Regions from separate parts of the Mus musculus genome. Here region 1 is linked to region 2. A link is a contact called in public HiChIP or PLAC-seq data. All regions are on one chromosome and are shown on one strand. Each heading gives the region's core, a stretch centred on a gene start, on an enhancer-like site or on the middle of the called end of the contact. The rest is flanking DNA. Distances are from core to core; before and after follow the strand shown. Region 1 overlaps Gm7854 (predicted gene 7854). Region 2 holds the start of Bod1l (biorientation of chromosomes in cell division 1-like).

Evidence for each region. HiChIP or PLAC-seq counts read pairs in DNA pulled down with a chosen protein or histone mark.
Region 1: a contact with region 2 is called in an H3K4me3 HiChIP or PLAC-seq map of forebrain, with 7 times the contacts expected there. The contact joins the enhancer-like site here to the promoter of Bod1l in region 2. A contact is called at or near these places in 3 of 39 promoter capture datasets (cranial neural crest, embryonic stem cells and hippocampal neurons) and 3 of 115 datasets of contacts at active chromatin or transcription factors (astrocytes, forebrain and stem cell-derived neural progenitor cells).

What each region holds. Positions count from the first base shown.
Region 1 is chr5:43,150,845-43,156,330 of GRCm38.p6, forward strand. It overlaps Gm7854 (predicted gene 7854), which reads right to left. Exons shown (of 8, transcript NR_028417.2): 7 at 3,904-3,998; 8 at 842-1,296. Among named protein-coding and RNA genes, the nearest start is that of Gm46911, 57 kb to the right of the region's middle. Within about 2 kb of position 1,972, at least 32 of the 459 cell types and tissues checked have an H3K27ac peak or open chromatin away from gene starts, as enhancers often do. A contact at or near this core is called in forebrain, where this site is marked.
Region 2 is chr5:41,841,113-41,846,833 of GRCm38.p6, forward strand. Bod1l (biorientation of chromosomes in cell division 1-like) reads right to left here and starts at 3,203. Exons shown (of 26, transcript NM_001310601.1): 1 at 2,820-3,203. The coding sequence starts at 3,056.

The DNA.
Region 1 (5,486 bases), core at 722-3,221, 1.3 Mb after region 2:
TTGTATGGTAGGGAGTTGTAGCTGTCAACTTGCCTGAATTGAGAGCTAGCTAGCCTGCTAGTGAAAACTACTTCTGGGGCATTTGTGGAAATGTTTGTAGACAGGATTGGGATGAGAGTCGGGAGAAATAGGAGGGCAGGGATCTGCCTTTGGTGTCAGTGGGTACCTGTGCACTATGCAGATGGCTAGGGGTGAATGGATTCCTCTTCTTCTCATAGTCATTCAATCTCTCTCTCTCTCTCTCTCTCTCTCTCTCTCTCTCTCTCTCTCTCTCTCTCATTCTCTCTCTGCCTCTCTCTCCTCATATTCTCTTTCTGTCTCTCCCTATGTCTACGTGTGTGTGTGCCTGCCTGTCTCTGTCTCCCCCACATTCTTCTGGTCTTTGGACATCAGCTCTCCAGGCTCTCTAGCCTCTGGACTCCAGTACTTGAGGTCTCTGGGTCGTAAGGCCTTTGGCCACCGACAGCAGCAGCACTAGCTCCCCTGGGTCAGAGGTCTTTGGACTGACATGAAGCCATGCTACCAGCACCAGCTGGTCTCTAGCTTTCCAATGGACTATTAGGGTTCTTCTCCACATAATCACATGAGCCAGATTCCTTAATAAATCCTCACTCATAGATCTATATTTTATGTCTCTGTCTATCTTGTTGCTGCCTTTCCCAGTACAGTCAGTTTTAACTACAGCAGTTACTCAGCTCTTATCTGCTTTCACATGCAGTGTGTGTGTGTGTGTGTGTGTGTGTGTGTGTGAGTGCACATGTGCATGTGTGTGCCTGAGTGCTATGTACACATACCTACATAGTGCTGAGATTTTTAAACATAAAATTAAAAAACTCACAAAGCTGATGAAAGTGTGTTTATTTCTCATATCAATATGAAGAAACAGATTTAAGGTCATGTTACAAATAATATCATGAAACTCAGACAAAAAGCCATGAGACTTACCTAAAGGGACACAGTTCTTAGGTGTCAAGTTTGGACTGCAGGTCTCTGAAATGCAGCTTGTGCAGTCTGAAGGACATTACCTTAAGGATGGCAGCAGGGTGGGGTGCAGGGAGGAAGGCAGCCTCGGGAGTCAGTGGGGCTTTGTCCCAATATGTAATTTACTACAGACAGGTTTGCTGGGTTTTTTTTTCCAAGCAACTGATTGCAGGTTTCCTTAATTTTGCCAGAACATTGGAGTTCTCGCATATTTTTTTTTTAAAGCAGGAAAAATGAAGCCTGTTTCTCCCAGGAAGCTCTGCTGTTCTTACACAGCCAGTTCTCAGTCACCTCTTTGGGCTGCCAGCTAGACTCCTGCAAAGCGAAGAAAGCAAAAAGGTTTCAAAAACCGGGGGCATGGAGGAGGCGAAGCAGCCTGGGAAGAGTCAGGGGAAGAAAGTGACTGTTGTCCTTCCCTCTGAAGCTCCTTTTTGTTGCCCAGTCTCACTGAAAGCAGTGGGATTTGAACCTCAGCCAAGAGACAAAGGGCTTTTTTTTTTTTTTTTTTTTTTTTTTTTTTTTTTTTTTTTTTGGCGAAGAGAAGCAATTGTGGTCACTATGGGCCAAAACCGGAGGGAAGCATTTTGTGTGGTAACAGGGGTCTAGCGTTGGTGAGTGCAGGATGTAATTTAATTCTAGGATGCACCTGTTCTATTTTAGGCAGACCCCTGTGATGCAGAGACTGCCCAGCCCCCACAAACTCCAAAACTACTAGAAGCATCACGCATTCCGGGCATTCATTTATGTTATCTCTCACTTCTTTGGCTGTATAATTTAGTAATTAAGAATATAGCCTTGAGCTAGATAGGTGTGCACACCTGCAATCCCACCCAGCAGGAGGTTGGGAGAAGAGGCCCCTGAACTGAAGGCACCTGGGGTTGGGTAGACAGCAGCACCCTGACTGAAAGCAAAGCTAAAACAAAGGTAGCCTTGAAATAGGAGACAGTTTCATCAGTGCCTGTTAGTCGCCACTAATTGTCTGGCACTTCTCAAAAGCAGTAGGGCAGCAGGGAGTCAAAGCCCTCTCTCTCCTCAAGGTCACCAGTGGCTGGAAAGCAGAAAGTGTGTGTGTTGGCATGGTGGAAGACTTTGGATACACCAAATGTATGCTTATCAAAGTAGACCTCACTGAGAAAGCCTCATATGAGCAGAGACTAAGGAGGATGTGAGGGTGGGTGGGCCCTTTACATATGGAGGAAAAGGTTAATTTACATAGTGAGTGGCACTACATAGTTAGAGACAGGACTACAAGGCAGGAGCCATGCCTGCTTCATTCATGGTCAGTAGTGAAGCCCAGGAGGTAGGCACAGAAAAAGAAAGGAATGAGGAGCAGGGGAGAGGCAAACCTCGGGGGAAGGACCTTCAGAGGCACTGTAGCCAGGGAGGGTTACCACCCTTACTAGATTATGTGAATAGCCACAGCAGGGCTTAGCAGAGGAGTGTCATGATATCTATCATGTATAGACAGATTTACTCAAAACCACATGAGCAGATTCTAAAGGTGTGAATATCAACCCAAGGGAAACATGGAGATGACTATCACAGCTACACTGAGGAGACATGACTTGGACAGCAATTCATCAGGCCACAGCAGTATTCGTGGACAATGATAAGTAGCTGGACTCAGGACACATTTTAAAAGCACAGCCAAATTTCCAGTGAGCTGACTGGAGGACCCAGGAAAAGGGGTGTTGTCTATGGTGATTCTTAATAGCCTGAACCAATAGGGACTATTAAAAAGCTTATTAAAATATGATCGTGAGGTTGAAGTGGTAGCTTCGTCATAAAGTGTTTGCCCAGCAAGTATGAAGAGATGAAGTTAGACGTCCCAGAACACACATAGGAAGATAAATGGGTGTAGAGGTCATGCGTTTGTAAACTTAGTGTTGGGGAATGGATGGGTTGATCCTTAGAACGAACGCACTGGCTAAAAGAGAACCATATCCCCAATCTCCTCCTCCATCCTCATGTTGCCACTCTCAGTTCTATTAACATCACCATCATCCTCCCAGGAACCTGTTAACAAACTCAAGATTCTATTTTGTAGTTGGGGTCTCTCTATCCTTCGAAACCTATCAATCAACAACATAGAGTCCATATTTGATACCACTTATTTTCCATTTCTAGCCAAAAATGCTGTTCTGTGGCTCTAGTTCTAGCAACCTTACCTCTAAACTATAGAGTCAATCTAATTCCCATCTCAGTCTCTGGTTACTTCATCTCTGAATCCACCTTTTGTAACACTTGTTGATAAATCTTGGTCAGGTGCAACATTGATCTCCCTTGCTGTTTCTCTAAGGACATCAGTTCTCCACTGTTGGTGGGATGCAGTCAGAAACTTGTTTCTCATTTCAGTTCCTCCACAATTTGGATTCTATGTACTCTCTATCTCTGGCTCTCACTACTCCCTATTATAGGTTCAACATGTATGTTTAAGAAGATAAGCCACCCTCTATGGGACATTATCCCCTTTGCCTCTGGCTTCTTCTATATATGATATTTGCCCTAAACTGTCCTTCAGGGCTTTTGGCAAATGCTTCTCCTTGATGGCAACCTAACTGGACATTTCTCTCTCTTCTCCAAATCCATACAGCACTTGCAACTGGACATTTATAATGACTTGAATTTGACATCCTCTAACATTTCCCTGCCTATTGTTCATCTCCAGTAATTCTGGCAATTATTCTGCTTGTTTAGATAACACGAGTTTCTCCAACAAATCGCCCCCATATTGTGGTGGATTAACACAGTGAAAGTGTCTTTCTTTAATGTGAATGTAGTAGGAGTTTTCTCTCTTAGTAGAACTCCACATCGGGGTTCAGGGCTACCATGTTGCTGCCAACTTGTAGTAGAGCCTTTTGCTTCTCACCACAGAAAGAAAAACATGATAGAATGACTTGGCTATGTATATTGTATACTCACTTTTCATTCTGAAAACCAGTCAGCTGGTCTCTCTCTGTACCAAAACAAAAAGAAGGTGTAGTCCCCAGCTGAGCAGTTCCTTCCAGGAGCCTTCTCTAGAATGTTACAGAAAGAAAAGCAGAATGGGACATGGATAGAGCTAGAGGTGAAAATGTTTAAAAAAAAATGGCCATTCATTATAGTATGCTTTCTGTGCTGGGAATTACAAGTAGATACAGCTCATATTGATATAGCTATAATTTTCAACTCAAATTAAAACATTATGTATATAAATCCACACTATACATATAACAGTTTCTTGTTTGTTTGTTTGTTTGCATAGGGTCTCTCTATTTAACTCTGACTGACCACGAGGTAGACCAGAATACCTTGAACTTGTGGTTCTTTCTTGTACCTCCCAAGGACTATGATTACAGGCATCTGCTATACCAGCAATAATCCTCGTTACCTTTAATAATTTACTTTTAGTTTATGAGTGTATTTTGCCTATATGTATGTATGTGCACTATATGTATACCCGGTACCCATAGAAGTCAGAAAAGAGTATTGGATCTCCTGGAATTCAAGTTATGGTTAGAGGCCTTTTTGTGGGTGCTGAGCATATAACCCAGGTCCTTCATAAGAGCAATAATCTACTCTTAACTAGTAAAGCATTTCTCCAAACTTGAATTTTTGCTTTTGAGATGGGAGAACTTAATGCTTTTAAAACTATTAATGAACAAAATTAATTAATAACAAGCTAAATTCTATGAGCATTACTTGTCAAATGGACCAAAGAGCTCACATGAAACATTATGCTCCATGCTTGCTGTTTCAGTCTCTGTGAGTCCCTATGAACCCTACTTAGTTGATTTGGTGGGCCATGTTCTCTTGATATTTTTGACCCCTCTGGCTCCTCCAATTCCTCCCCCTCTTCCATCTCTGTGAAGAAGCACTTCTTAAATGTTAGCATCTATTATCCTGTGAGATACCTACAAAAGATGAAGAAAACAGCATGAAAACATTGATGAGGCAACAGACGGAACAGAGCATGAACTCTAGAGTTAGACAGGCCTAGATAGATTCAAGCCTTGACCAACAACTTTATCAACTTGCACACACACACACACACACACACACAGAGGTACATTTTAGACAATATATTACCCCTGGGTATCCCCTCACCCAAATTTGATTTGGCACATCAAATCTCTGCAGGGCTAGGTGCATCTTCTCCCACCAAGACCAGACAATGCAGTCCAGCTAGAAGAACATATCCCACAGACAGGCAACAGTTTTGGGGATGGCACAGCTCCAGTTGTTCAGGGCCCACATGAAGACCAACCTGCACATCTGCTACATATGTGTGGGAGAGGGAGATCTATGCTCAGACTGTGTACTCTTTGGTTGGTGGTTCAGTCTCTGAAAGCCCCAAGGGTCCAGGTTAATTGACTCTGTTGGTCTTTGAGTGGAGTTTCTATCCTCTTTGGAGCCCTCAATCCTTCCACCAACTCTTCAATAAGAGAACCCGAGCTCCACTCACTGTTTGGCTGTGGGTCTCTGCATTCATTTGAGTCAGCTGCTGAGTGGAGCCTCTCAGAGGA
Region 2 (5,721 bases), core at 1,953-4,452:
CTGTGGATAGTCAATAAAAAGGGGCCAGGATGGCTTTCAAGCCACACAGCTTGAGTCAGACACCTGATGACTAGTTGTCTAGAAAGAGCAGCCTTAGTGGAGTAGCTAGATGTTGGAGCTGTCCAAGGCTACAGCTCTTTCAAGAATGATAGTCAATCTGCCATAGAAACACTCTTGCTTCAGGACCACTGGAGGCCTACCAGGAGAGTTATGTTTGTTGGCTCCAGGAGTGGAAGTAGACACTGGTACCTCTCACCCTGGTGTGGACACACGGAATGGAAGACTGTCTAAGACAGCACCTGCTACTGTTACACATGTATGTGCCTGACACAATCCACCGACTGTTCATAGCCTATATACCACAGGGAAGACTTTCAGGTGGAAAGCAGGCCAGTCTTTCATGTTCAGTTGTGAAGAATACCATACTTCCTACAAGTGGCAGATGAGACTCAAGAGTTCCATTAAAGTGACAGTCCTTTATATGAGTAGGGAATAGTACCTCTATTTTGGCCTACTCATTGTGTTGTTATAAATGCTACATTCCTAAGTAGTATTCTTTTGCATTTTACATATTAGGAAAAATAGAAATGTGATTTAATTATAAATATTTTAAGTTAAAACCAACACATCTGTTATCTAAGGGTGAGGAAGATGGGGGGGGGGGGGTAGAAACAGTGGTACGGAGGGGAAGAGAGAAGGAATGATTATCGAGGAGATTCAGCAACTATGCCCCGCTGTGCTGCTCTCTGGGAAGAGAGTGTCTTCTCTGTTCCACTCTTATCTAGCGTAAGCTTTTTATCTACAGAAGAACATTCTGTGGTCCCTCTCTATACATAGCACAAGGTTGAACCACATGAAAGTACCTCCAGTCAACTACTGTCAACTATTGAAAACAGCACTTTTGACGAGAAAGGCCTAGCTTTCCTTACACTGCCATACCAATTTTTCTTCTTTCACCCAAGGAACATTTTAATAATCTACTTTTAGAAGTTTGGGCAGGGATACCACAGACAATGGTAATATTTAATGGAGATGAGATAAATAACAGGTTGAATTGTAAAAACTGCACCTGTCATCAAAATATTAAAACATTAAATTTATTATACACAATATACACAGTGACAAAACAAACACACAGATTTCTAAGAACATCAAAGTGTAATACCCACCTGTTGCTTGCAAACAACTAGCTTTATATGGGGAAACATTTACCTGACCATGCCTAATATTTTCCTATTAAAATACTTTTCAAAAGGCAACAGCAAGGACTTTATAATATGGCCGTGATAGTCCCTAAGCAAGGGAAGATTATACTACCTATACACATTCAATTAATTGAAGTCCCTGTGAATAAAACCTACAACATTTTGGAAAGGCTACGGGAACGGGCCCAGGACCAGAGTCCTTGGAGAAGATATCCTCAGGTTGTTCGGAGGACTTATTACAGAGGAGATGACAGAGCTGTGTGCTGGTGACCTCAAAGCTCAAGGATATGCAGATGCTGCAAGCACCCCTCTTTTAAAGGTTCTTCATTCAGATCTGCCAGTCTGAAAAAAACCTTACATCATCACAACTCCAATCCAACAGACCAACCCACACTGAAGCAAAAGTAAACAGATACACAAACCCCCAAACAAAACCAAATGAAAGCAACAAATACCCCACAAGAGGAACCAACACCTCTCCCTTCGCCTGCTTCCAGACACACTTTCATAGCTTTTCACCAACTTCACTGACTTAGTCCTGCAACCTTGGCTTGCTGCCAAGATGACAGTTTCCCTGCTAAAGCTCGCTTCCACGTCGGTGCTGGGTGCCTGCAGCCCTCCCCTTCTGCTTGGTTAGGGAACCTTTCTGCTGACCCTTGCCTCTCTGTCCTCTGTCTCCTAACATATAACCTAACACACACCCCCTCCCCTTTCCTTCTTTCACTTCAAGTTGCTGTCATTTCCTCTCCACAGATTTCCAACGGAATGGCTGGCTCCATGCGCTATACCTCTCTTTCTCTCTGTCTGTCTGTCTGTCTGTCTGCCTCTTCTCATCTTAGTAAACTACTAAGCCAGGCAGCCATTGCAAAAGATCAAACGACAGTCCCATCTCCCAACCCACTTTTTTTCTCTGCCCAACTTTGCCTCTCTACCTTTGCAAGTTCACCCGCCCCTCAACATCCAGCAAAATACATTGTAAATCGTTGCCTTACCGTTTTACGATATCTGCAAACGCTACATTTGTTGCATTTACAAGCCGAAGAAACTTTTGGTAGAAAAAAAAAACCAATTTAGGTGAAAAAAGTAAGTAGGTAGTGGTGGCACACGCCTTTAATCCCAGCACTTGGGAGGCAGAGGCAGGCGGATTTGAATTCAAGGCCAGCCTGGTCTACAGAGTTCCAGGACAGCCAGGGCTACACAGAGAAACCTTGTCTCGAAAAACAAAAGAATGAACTCTAAACCGAGTCCCGTTTGCCTTAGTGCTTCTAAACCAGTCTCCCTAGGAACGACTTGGGTCTTGCTTACCACAGTGGTATACTAGCTAAGGCCAAGCATTGCCTGGCACATAATAGGCATTCCAGGCTAGTGTTTCTAGCCGGAGAAAGGAACACAAGGGCAGGGGAATGAATGAACATTCCAAGACTTGCAGAGTGCATGGCACACCGCCGCAAGTCTAACAAACAAACAAACAAGCAAACAAACAAATCAACAAACGAAGCAGCTGCAAAAGGAGCCCTGTATGCAAGACAGTCCCGAGGGTCCGGCTCGGGGAAGTCGCCCCTCGGAGCACACGGGACCCCACTCCCCGCGCCGCCCGCCGCTCTAGCCCCGCACCTTGGTGTCCACATCGGCCAGGCAGTCCCTGCGGAACTGGTCGAAGAGCCCCTGGCTCTTGAGGTGGTTTACGATCATGGCAACGAGCTGCGGGTCCCCAGCACCAGCCCCCGCGCTTCCCGGCCCGCTCGCTCCCGGGCCAGCCCCAGGGCCAGGCGGCGGAGGCGGCGGCTGTGGTTGCGGTGGCGGCGGCGGAGGCGCGGGCGGCGGTGGCTGCGGCTGCGGGTTGGTGGCCATGGCGTCCCGGACCGGGGAGCCCGCGAGCCCAGGCGGGCAGGCGCTCCGAGGAAGGCGGCTACACAGGTCCCGCCGCCTGAGGGAAGCCAACGGGATGTTGTTACGGAACCAGCGGATCTAGAGCAACCCCGGAAGTGAAAAGGAACTGAGGGAAAGGAGGAAAAGGCGGTGACAGCAGCAACTCAAGTCTGGCTACCGGGGCCGCGGCGGGCCAATTCCAGCCGCCTCGAGGCGCGGGCGCCCTCACGAGGCTGAGACGGGCGGGAACAAGTTGTGGTGGCGGCTGCCGCCGGGGAGCGAAACAGAGAGCCGGGTAGGAGCGTGCGCCCGCTGGCTCTCCACCTGTAGCTTCAGCTCAGAGGAGGCAGGAGTGAAGCGTTGGTTTAGTTTCACTGTTGCGGCTGCCCCAAGCCCGCCGCAGTGCGAAGCAGCCGTGGACTTTCTTTCTTTCTTTCTTTCTTTCTTTCTTTCTTTCTTTCTTTCTTTCTTTCTTTCTTTCTTTCTTTCTTTCTTTCTTTCTTTCTTTCTTTCTTTCTTTCTTTCTTTCTTTCTTTCTTTCTTTCTTTCTTTCTTTCTTTCTTTCTTTCTTTCTTTCTTTCTTTCTTTCTTTTTCCACCCACCCATCCCATTCTTCTGGTGTGTCTATCTCACTTGCTCCAACCTACAACCTCCCATTACTGTCTCTTAAGTAAGCTACGAGGGTTTTGCTGCACATGACGGTACTAGCGAGTGAAATCTGTATAGAGTTGTGTCTCAGGCATGACCCGTACACGCGTTAAGGCGTTTAGTCCTTGGGTGACACCTAAGACTGAGTCCTTGTATGATCGGGCTAGTTTTATGTCACCTTGACACAAGCTAGAGTCATCTATGAGGAGAGCACCCTAGTTAAGAAGAATGCCTCCCTAAGATCTGGCTCTAGGCAAGCCTGTGGGATGTTTTCTTAATTAATGTAGGATTAACTAATTAATTGATGTAGGAGGGTCCAGTCCATTGGAGGGGGCTACCCCTAGGCTGGTGGTCTTGAGTTCTGTAAGAAAGTATGCAGAGTAAGCCAGAGGGAGCAAGCTACTCGAGTACTCCAGGACCCTTGCCTTGGCTTCTGCCTCCAGGTTCCTGCCCTGTTTGAGTTCCTGTCCTGACTTCCTCTGATGAGAATGAACAGTGATAATGAAAGTATAAACCAAATTGCCCGCACCCCGCACCCCAGTTGCTTTTGGCCCTGGTGTTTCATTGTAGCAGTAGTTACACTCAGACATTCTACTAATTCCAATTTGCACATCAGGAAACCACGTAAATCATACAGAGTTGCACAGCGGGGGGGAAATCGCCTGACCTGGGACGGCGTTGTCTTTAAAATCTGTTCTTAAAGCTGAGTGGTGGTGCTTTTAATCCAGAAGCAGAGGCATGCAAATCTCTTGAGTTCAAGGCCCCTCCAGTCTACAGGTCTACAGAGTTCCAGGACAGCCAGAGAAATTCTGTCTCAAAAACAAATCAAAACAAAAAATTAAAAAGAGACAAACAACAAGAAAAAAAAAACATAAAAAAAGCAGTCAAGTTTAAAGTGGTGTAAAGTATAATTTAATTCCTTCCTTTCTCCCTTTCTTCGTTCCTTTTTTTTTTTTTTTTTTTTTCCTTTTTGAGACAAGGTCTAGCCGTGTAGATTTCACTGGCCTTGAATTCAATATTTAGATCTACCTGGCTGTGTCTCCAGAGTGCTGGGGATTAAAGGTGTGTACCACCACACCTGCCTAGTATAATTTTCTTTTTGTAAATATTTTTCAAAATAAGTTTTCACAACAAGATGAGATTATAACTTGTTTTTCCTAGTGTACTAACAGTGAAATGCAATACACTAAGTGCTGTTGTCAAGTGTGTATATAATATAAAAAGACTTAATGTTTATTTGGTATATAAGTATATACCTAATTAATTCAACGTTTCCAAAATAGCTAAGAATCATCCATAAAACTGAAAAACTTCACAAATTTAATTAGGCACAATGACTAAACTTTGAAAATTAATAAAAGGTATTTGTTGCTAAAAAGAATTTGTGGCTCCAGGCTAAGAGGACTGGCTACTCTTCCAGAGGTCCTGAGATCAATTTCAAACAACCACAATGTGGATCACAACAATCTGTAATGGGATCCGATCCCCTCTTATGGTGTGTGTGAAGACAGCATACTTATATACATACAATAAATATACACATACATAAATTAAATATAAAATCTTTTTAAAAAGAATTTTAAAATATTATTTACATATAATATACAAAAGGTGCTAAATCAGTTCTGAAATATATGCAGGTATAAGTTGATGATAAATTAGATAATTTCTGATTGATATTCTAAACTGTGTGATGCTTGACTTACTGAAATCTTAGAAGTAGAGTGCTTGCATTCTGGAGCTCCAGTTATACTGATCTCACATAGGAGATACAATGTATCTCGAGCAATGCTCTAGCCTTGAAAAACTTCCCAGACAGACTGAGAAGAATCCAGGTCACCGATCTGTACCGTTGGCCTGTCTCAAAGGCACTTTTTCTTTCTGTTTGAGGGCAGATTCTAGGGCTGGGTATTACAGTTACCCGAAGAAAAGGGAAGGGGGCACAGTTCAATTTTTATTTTTAGAAAGCTATTTAAGTAGTTCTTGCCAGTGGCCCTGT